Linked DNA regions of Capsicum annuum: region 1 is linked to region 2. A link is a contact called in public Hi-C data. All regions are on one chromosome and are shown on one strand. The core of a region is the stretch at or near the end of the contact, and the rest is flanking DNA. Distances in the headings are between cores, read along the strand shown. Region 1 holds the start of LOC107854254 (very-long-chain aldehyde decarbonylase CER3). Region 2 holds the start of LOC107854223 (transcription factor IBH1-like 1).

Region 1 (4,962 bases), core at 2,030-4,529, 360 kb before region 2:
CCACAATACATGCATTTGGTAACACTTTTATGTATACATTTATGAGTGCAAATTAAATAGGCCAACAACAATCAACAGCAAACTTTGAACAGATTTGAATATATCAACAATTAAAGATTTGCGGGGTGGGGGGTGGGGTGAAAGTACAACTTGATATATTTTTGTAGCTACCTCTGTGCAATTAAGAGCACACACGTATTCAACGTTATGATCCAGTGGTCAATAAAGCGAACAAAAATTCTAGATACGAGCAGTGATGGACTCAGAATTTAGGTGTTGTGAGTGCACAGAAAGTTCGAACACACATATTGACGGGTCTAAAGCTTTAAGGTTTTGTCTGAAAATTAAAGCACCAAACAATCTTCTTGGCTTACTGGGTGCTTTTCTAAATCATATACCAGATTTTATACATTTTTTATACAATTATACCTAGTTTTCGTCGAATTTAATGAGTGTCGGAGCACCAAAAGTTTGGCTATAGGTCCGTCTCGGGTTACGAGGGTTCAAATATTAGCAGAGATGAAACTATTAGCTAGATAACTTCGTTTATCTACTTATTAAGTGCGGTAGTTCCCAAAGTTATTCGGTGTTTGTATGAGTGAGAGACTGCAGATTTTCGATGAAAATAGTAGAGGTGCATGCAAGCTGGTACGAACACATGTACTAAACTACTATCTACCGTTGGGAGGTAGGTAGTAGGTTTATACCCGGTCCGACGAAATAGTTGAGACATGTAAGTTGGACGAAACACTTATATACTGGTGGAAGGTAATAAGTATCTGGTCGAATAATTAAATCGCGCACAAGATGGTCCAGTGATTAGGGTGTAGTCCAGTGATCAATGAAATGAGCTTACATACAAGAGATGAGGATTTCAGTTCCTATAGACACAAAAACAATAGTTAGGTGATTTCTTCCCATCTATCTAAACTTTGGGGACAGGATAATCTGATATATACGATGGCGAGAGGTAAAAAATTTCCAATAAAAATAATCAAGATGCAGAAGCTGATTCAGTGTAGGTCATAAGTAAAAAGTACCCGATCTAATAAAATAATCGATATGCACAAGTTGATCTGAACTTCCTCTAGTGTACTACTAGTGGGAGTTAAATAGTACATACTTGGTCCGATGAAATAATCGACGTGCAAAAGCTTGTCCGAGAGACCTATATCAGAGAAAGGGGGAGGGGGAGTAATGAGTAAAAGGGCAACCCTGTGTACTAAAGCGGGAGAGGCTAATAAGTAAAAAGGCAGTCCGGTGCACTAAAACTTTCGCTCTATACAAGGTCTGGGGAAGAGCCCCACCAAAAGGATATATTGTACGCAACCTCACCTTACATTTCCACTGTTTTCAAGGCTTGAAAGTATCTGAAAAATAATTGAAGTGCTCACAAGACAATCCGAAAAATATTGTTATACCACTTCCATCTCTAATGAGCCTTACGCGGCGTATTTTCAAATTAGCTGACCCTCAACATGAATATCGAATACCGAATAAAATATATATATATATATATCAAAAAAATTTAGTGGCCAATACAAAGGGCCCGTTTGGCCATAAATTTTTTTCCTTTTTTCCGGATTTGTTTTTCACTTTTTTCACTTTTCCGAAAATTATGGTGTTTGGCCATGAAAATTCAGAAAATTATTCCGAAGTTGGATTCCAAAAAGTGAAAACAACTCTTTGTTATTTTCACAATTTTCCACTCCCATTTTCAACTTTTATTATTATTACATATAACCCCAATCTTTAAATTTTTACACAAACACCTCTTATAACTACAATCAACCACCAACAAAAAAATCAGAGGTAGAGGTATGGACTGCGTACATCTTACCCCCCCAGACCCCACTAGGTGGGAATACACTGGGTTTGTTGTTGTTGTATTGTACAACATCATTTTTAATTGTTATAGATATTCTAATCTTTTTTTTTCTTTTAACCAAAATTTACTAACGTGAAGTAAAAAATAATAAATGACAATCTATGGCGGAAATATATCAACTTTGTTTAGAATGAACTATATTATAGAAATATAAGGCCTAGTACATTATGCTATTTAAAAGTGAGAAATTTAATATTTTTTTCTTGTTATTCTAATTTTCTGTATATGTCATATACTGACTTTTATGATTTTAATAAATTATTAAAAAGTGATCAATAAAGTCGCATATGAAACATAACGTAACAATCCATATTTACGATACAATAATATTCAAGAAAAATCAATATCATCAATAAAAAAAAAGCAAAAAAATTAGCACTAATCTATTCAAAAATAATTCATCCGTAATTTTTTCTTAGAAGATCAAATTTAATAAAATAATTAATTCAAGTGAAAATAATTAATTAAGGTTTCAAAAAAACATGACACAACTCCAACTCCAACTTTATCTTCAACTTCAACTCTAAAAAAAGTAATTTTCAAGGCCAAACAACTACAAAGTATGCTTGCCCATATTGCTTCTCTCTCTCTATAATATATATATATATATATATATCCACATTAAATTCTCACCAATCTCTACTGTCTCTACAGCTGTGCTACTCCAAAATCAATGGAAAATATAATAATAATAATAATAATGATAATAATAATAATAAATCTGACGTGTTGAATATTACAGTTAGGTTTTTTAAAGTAAATTTTTCTGTTGCAAAATATTGGACTGATAGTGACATTAAAAATTAACATTTTATTTTCGTTTCAATTTGTTTGGCTTATTTTCTTTTAGTTCATTGTAAAAAAAATCTTTTCTTTTTTATAATTATTTAATTTCAACTTTTTATATAACATATTTATGACTACATAATTAAAAAGAATTTTAACATTTTTATACATTCTATTTATCTTTCATTTACGATAACAAAATTTAAAGTCTTAATTCTTTATTTAAAAAAAAAAATTCATGTCAAGTCAAAATCAGAAGATAAATTTAATGAAAGAAATAATTATCCCTTTTTTTTTTTTTCAAGGTTTTACCCCTGTACAATTTTACTTATGACGTTTTGCTTCACGAGAATTAATTTGATAAATCTTCAAAGCTCAATTGAATTAGATTAGTTTAATTTATTAAAATTTAAATTTAGTCAAAAATTATATAAAAAATACTATATATTGTAATCCATTTATATTAATGTGATGAAAAAATTCGTATGAATATATTAATGAAATTATCGTCTATATAAATCGACTCTTAAAAAGCGAAACGTGACAGAAAGGGACTATATTTCTATTTTCATCTATATATATGTTAGATAGCCTCATGTTAACATAGATATATCATTTCACTTTCTTGAGAAACTCAACAAAACTCACAAACACAATCTTATCTTTATTATATTATTAAAGAAAGAAAAAACAAATTCTTTCTCTTTTTCTTATATAAAGATTTGTTCTTGTTCAAAATATTATTATTATTATTCTCTTTAATAGAAAGAAGATTTTGAGTACTTTTTTTTTTGTTTAACATGGAAGGTCCATTGTCAACATGGCCATGGAACAATTTGGGAACTTTCAAGGTACTTGAAGTTTTCTTTTCTTTTATTTCTTTTTATTATCAAAAATATGTGTTTTTTAAGATGAACTTTCGTCAGAAATATGCTCGTCGAAATTGTTTTTGAAATTATTTCAAATTTTAGATAGAATTCTGAATGAAACGTCCGTCACAAAAACTCGTGTTTCTAGCAGATTTCCTTTCTTTCATGGGAAAAAATTTCACAAATAGCCACTTTTGAACCCTAATAATAGAAAAATTAATGATTGTTTCGGAGTTTCAACTTTATAATCACTTTTTTCAACCCTTATAATAGAAAAATAGTAATTGTTTCTGACAACTTTAATTTAGTCGAAGATTATTTGAAATTTTAGATGGGATTCTAAATGGAACGTCCGTCCGAAAAACTCGTGTTTCTAGTAATTTTTTTTCTTTCATGGGAAATTTCTTTCACAAATAGCCACTTTTGAACCCTAAAAATAGAAAAAAAAAAAATAGTGATTGTTTTGGAGTTTCAACTTTATAATAACTTTTCAACCCTTATAATAGAAAAATAATAATTGTTTCTGACAACTTTAATCAAATCGAAGATTTTTTAAATTTTATACGAGATTCTAAATGGAACGTCCGCCAGAAAAACTCGTGTTTCTAGTAGATTTTCTTTTTTTCTTGGGATTTTTTTTTTCACAAATAGCCACTTTTGAACCCTAATAATAGAAAAATAGTGATTGTTCATGAGATAATCACTTTTCAACTCTTATAATAAAAAAATAATTGTTTTTGACAACTTTAATTTAGTTGAAGATTATTTCAAATTTTAGATGAATTCTAAATGAAACGTCCGTCAGAAATTTTTTTTCACAAATAGCCTATTTTGAACCCTTGTAATAGAAAAATTAGTGATTGTTTCGGAGTTTCAACTTTATAATCACTTTTCAACCGTTATAACAGAAAAATAGTGATGTTTCGGAGTTTCAACTTTTACAAGTGAAACTATACTTGTAGAACTTACAACTCCAGATCGATAGTTTATTTTTCGATTACGTTACTGAAAAGTGGCTAGCGCGTGCTATTATTATTATTATATTATCTAGAATAATATGTACTTACTTATTTCTTTTTTTGTTATTTTTGGAACAGTATTTACTATATGGACCTTTCATAGCAAAATGGTTTTATTCAAGATCACAAGAAGACAATAACATCAAAGAAACAACATGGTGTTTACATATTCTCATCATATGTTTTCTAAGATGTTCAATCCATAGTTGTTGGAATTCATTTAGTAACATGTTGTTCTTAACAAGAAATAGAAGAATAATCAAAGAAGGTGTCGATTTCAAGCAAGTTGACAATGAATGGGATTGGTAATTTTCTTGAATCTTGATTTCTATAATTCATTTGTAGTAGTTTTGAATTTCGTGGAATCAGTTAATGATGCTTGTACTTGTTTCTTTGTGTG
Region 2 (4,443 bases), core at 1,588-4,087:
AATCATTTGGACTTAATTTCTATGAATTAATAGTGTTTGTATGTTGCATTTATTAGAACGGCAGAATTAAAATATATATTCGGGGTGAGTTTAACAGCTTAAAATATATTGAGGGTAAAAATACATTTTTTAATTGATAAAAAAAAATTATTTGCATCTTATATTTATATCACTCTAATAAATATCATTAGAGTTCTTAATTAATCCCACCCCCTATATCTGTCCAAACAAAATAAAGATAAAAGATAAGATTTAATAATATTTTTAGTCCCTCGATTATTAGTAAATATTATATTTAGTCATTGTGATATCTGATTATGCACATTCAACTTTTAGTTACTTGAAATGAGCACTTTTGATTTATTTGCTTATTTATATTCATAAATTTTCAAAACTATTAACCATTTCGCCGTTTAATTATTCATGTAATATGCATTTAAAAATAGTCTAAAAATAACATATTTCATACACAAAAGGATTAATACACATAACTAATTAAATATTAAACATGTTGAGTCATATATACATAGACTCAATAGAATTTACCAATATGAATTGTGGTGTAGTAGCGGGATTACTTCACTCTTAATTAGAGTTTCGAATTCGAGTTCTGGGTATGGAGAAAATCCATGTTGGAATCATCACCCCCAGAATAGATCCTACAATGCGCGACCTGAACTAATCGGGCGAGTACTGAACACCGAGAGGGAAACAAAAAAAAATAGAATTTGATCAATCAGGCCTATTTTAGGTTGTTAAGGTGGAGAACTGAACCGAGAATTCTCGTTCTTCATCCTCAATCAAATCACTATTAGCAACCCAAGATTCTATTTTATCGTCAATCCTATATACATTTTTTTTTCTTAAAAATGAATAAATCTCTTTCTCGTATGACTTAAATATCTCGTATTTTCTCGAAAAAGTGATTAGATTGATGAGGGACTAAAATCATAATATACAACTAACCGAGGGACCAAAAGTGTAATTCTCCCTAATCCAATCGCCATTTTTTTTTTTTTTCAAAATGAATAAATCTCTTTACTGGTATGACTTAGATGTCTCGTATTTTTTCGAAAAAGTGATTAGATTGACGAGGGACTAAAATCATAATATACAATTAATCGAGGGACCAAAAGTGTAATTATCCCTAATGATAAAGAAATTAAAGAAAAAGATAGATATATAGTTGACCGCTAATGACGCTTATGTTTCTCTTTACCCTACATTTGCCCTAATTATGTTTTTGAAAATTTAATAGTATGTCTAATTTATTTGTAATTTTATATAGAAACAAATTAAACATGACTACAATTTCAAAAAGAAATTTAGATTCTAAAAGTTCATTGCATCAAATAGTAGATTGTGCCAAATCATATGTTACTTTAGTCAATTTGGATGACTAAAAAAAGAAAAAGAACAAAAATAATTCATTAATATATATGGCTTTTACTTAAGCAAATTCTCTTCCTTTTAAGTTTCTTTAAAGTACCACTTATCCAGGGCTGGACATAAAATACCGAAAATTGAATTACCAAATTGAATCGAAAAATTTGGTATTCGGTATTCGATAATTCGGTATTTGATATGATATTTGGGAGTAAGATTTTAATATTTCAGTATTCGGGATTGGGTTTGATACAAGATATTAATACCGTTTGGTATTCGGCATTTACCGAATATCGAGTTAGATATATATAATATACGATATGTCTAACCAACCCAATAGACAATAGTATTAGTTATCCAAAAGAATCTCTTGGACTTTTGTAATATATTCTTAAAAAGCAATAAAAAAAATACTAATTGGGGTTTTTATTAAATATAATCTTTGATGTTTAAACGTACATCTGCACATCTCCAACTTTAATATAGTATTACCAACAAACGAACCGAACCGAAGTTTAATTTATCGATTACCGAATTATCGAACCGATGTTTATAAGTATGGAATGTGGTATCTACATTCAAATACCGATTACCGAATTATTGAACCCGAACTTTGAAAATACCGAACGCCCACCCCTACACTTATCTCCTCACTTTCCTATCCACTAAATCTTCAATCAAATAATACAATAACATATTTAATATAATCTTATAATAAAATACGAATGAAATATGAAAAAAAATATAACGTACACATATCTTAATGGAGTTTGAACAGTGAAAAAAAGAAAAATCTCCATATATAGGAGGGTAAAATTCAAAAAATAGTCATTTTTTAATTTTTGTAATTAAAAAATAGCTATTGTCATTATTATATTAGTGGAATTGAAATTCTATAATGATTATTTTTCAAAGACATAGTCAAAACTTGACCGTTAAAAGTTATTTTATGTTGATATAGAGTGTCATTCGCTATAATTAATAATTCTCATGCGGCAAAAATTTGAATTAATCGGACCAATACATTTCAAATAGATGATCTCCTTTGGAGAAAAATCATAAAAAGAAAATTAAAGACAAATGTTAAATCCATGAAAATTTATTTATTTTTGAAGAAATTATTTAATGAACAAAGAGTAATTATAATTCATGGGGCAATATAATTATGCTGGGGGTTTTCTGTTAATGTACTTTTGTAGTGAAATTAAGTTACAAATGTTAGGTTTTGCATGGCATTTAGGGAACCTTTTTATTCTGTCTTAAACCAAAGATTTTTGGATATAATAATTACTATATCTTCTCTTTTTTAGGGTTTTATTTGCTTAGTGGGTCATAGTCCTCCATGTGAGTGCATGTGGTATGTCCTTCTCTCATTGGCCCACCACCCCACCCCCACCCCCACCCCCACCCCTTTCATTTGAACAAATAAATTGGCATTTTCATCACTTATTTTCTCCTTCAAACTTCCATTCTTTTCATTTTCTTCTTCCAGAACAACATACTTTATCACCTCTTTCTTTCAAATTTTTCCAAGAATAATACAAGAAAAATCACCAAGGTATGTCATTTTTGTCACTCAAATTTTCATTACACCTTATTATATAATTATATAATATAGTCATATGTTGTTCATGTTTATTTTCTTTTATCTTGCATCTTGTTCTTATCATATGTAGCTTATAGACATTATTCCTTTAATTTCTAGTTGCCCTTTTCTTGTTCTAATAACAAATTGTATACTTATAAGAACATGTAAATCAAACTAGAGAAACTTTATATCACTACTAAAAATAAATTAGAAATTAGTGACGGTCAAATTCTGTAGCTAAACAACAAAATTTGTTTATAATCCTGTTCATTGATGGATTATTAGAAAATTCTAGTAGCTACGAGCTATGTCAATTAGAAAATTCTAGTAGCTACGAGCTATTTAACAACAGATTAATTATGAATTTTGTAGCTAATTTCAATAAAAAAAAAAATTGGTAGTGTTTTTTTTTTTCCTTTTTCTTGCTTCAAGAATATCTTCATATTGCTAATCCTATTTAACGATGAATTATCAAAAAATTCTAGTAGCTACGAGTTGTTTAACAACAGATTAACGATGAAGTTCATAGCTAATTTCAGTTTTTTTTTTACTGGAATTTTTTCTTCTTGCTTCAAAAATATATTGATATTGCTTAATTACTATTTCATAATCTTTTTTTTTCTTGTTTTTTAATAGTTGTGAAACTAACATGTCAATGTATTTTTTTTTTTTTTTGTAGTTTCAAGTTTTTTTCTTTTGAAGAAATGAGGAATCCTAGTTCACTCAAGCAAGAATTTCTCAAGAAGTGGATAAAGGGTCTTCAAATATGTAATTCTACAAAAAAAAAAATGAGTATAATGGAGAGAAAAAAAATTATAAAATTATCAGCAGATATAGCAATGGCTTCAACAAGAAAATCAACAACTTATTGGAGTCATGCACTTATGGTAAATGCTTCAAAAGATGATACAAATAAAATCATCATAGAAAATATTCTTGAAAATGATGATGATAATAATTCTAAGGGAATTAGAATTATTAATTTCAAGAAAGCTTCAAAGGGAATTATTAGAAGCAAAAAAATTGTGAAAAAAAGTTGGAAAATTTCAAGAAGAGGTAGAAAAATTATTTCACCAAATATTATAGCAAAAAAAATGGTGAAAAAAAGAACAAAAGTTCTTAAAAGTCTTGTTCCTGGTGGAGAATATATGGATAATGCTTTATTAATTAAAGAAACCCTAGATTATATTATTTCATTAAGAGTTCAAGTTGATGTTATGAGGCATCTTGCTAATAATGCTAGTTATGAGATTAATAATCCTAAAAAAAGTTTGTAGTTTTATTTTATTTTTTTTGAAAAAAAAAAATTATATGATGAAGTCATGATAAATTCCTTCTTTTATTTATTTCTTTGTTTTTACTCTTGTGGAGTTTTTTTTTTATTATTATTATTATAGTACAAAGAAGATGTAACAATGTACATTATATTTGAGCACTATTATAATGAAGTTAAATTTACATATTAATGT

The links. Hi-C and Micro-C count contacts between places; a contact is called where the count stands out from the background.
Region 1: a Hi-C map of bud shows a contact between it and region 2, with 2.5 times the contacts expected there. The contact joins the promoter of LOC107854254 here to the promoter of LOC107854223 in region 2. A contact is called at or near these places in 2 of 5 Hi-C or Micro-C datasets (bud and leaf).

The regions. Positions count from the first base shown.
Region 1 is chr7:2,039,290-2,044,251 of UCD10Xv1.1, reverse strand. It overlaps LOC107854254 (very-long-chain aldehyde decarbonylase CER3), which reads left to right and starts at 3,279. Exons shown (of 11, transcript XM_016699260.2): 1 at 3,279-3,525; 2 at 4,641-4,867. The coding sequence starts at 3,475.
Region 2 is chr7:1,683,924-1,688,366 of UCD10Xv1.1, reverse strand. It overlaps LOC107854223 (transcription factor IBH1-like 1), which reads left to right and starts at 2,837. Exons shown (of 2, transcript XM_016699220.2): 1 at 2,837-2,944; 2 at 3,654-4,443. The coding sequence starts at 3,679. The coding sequence ends at 4,251.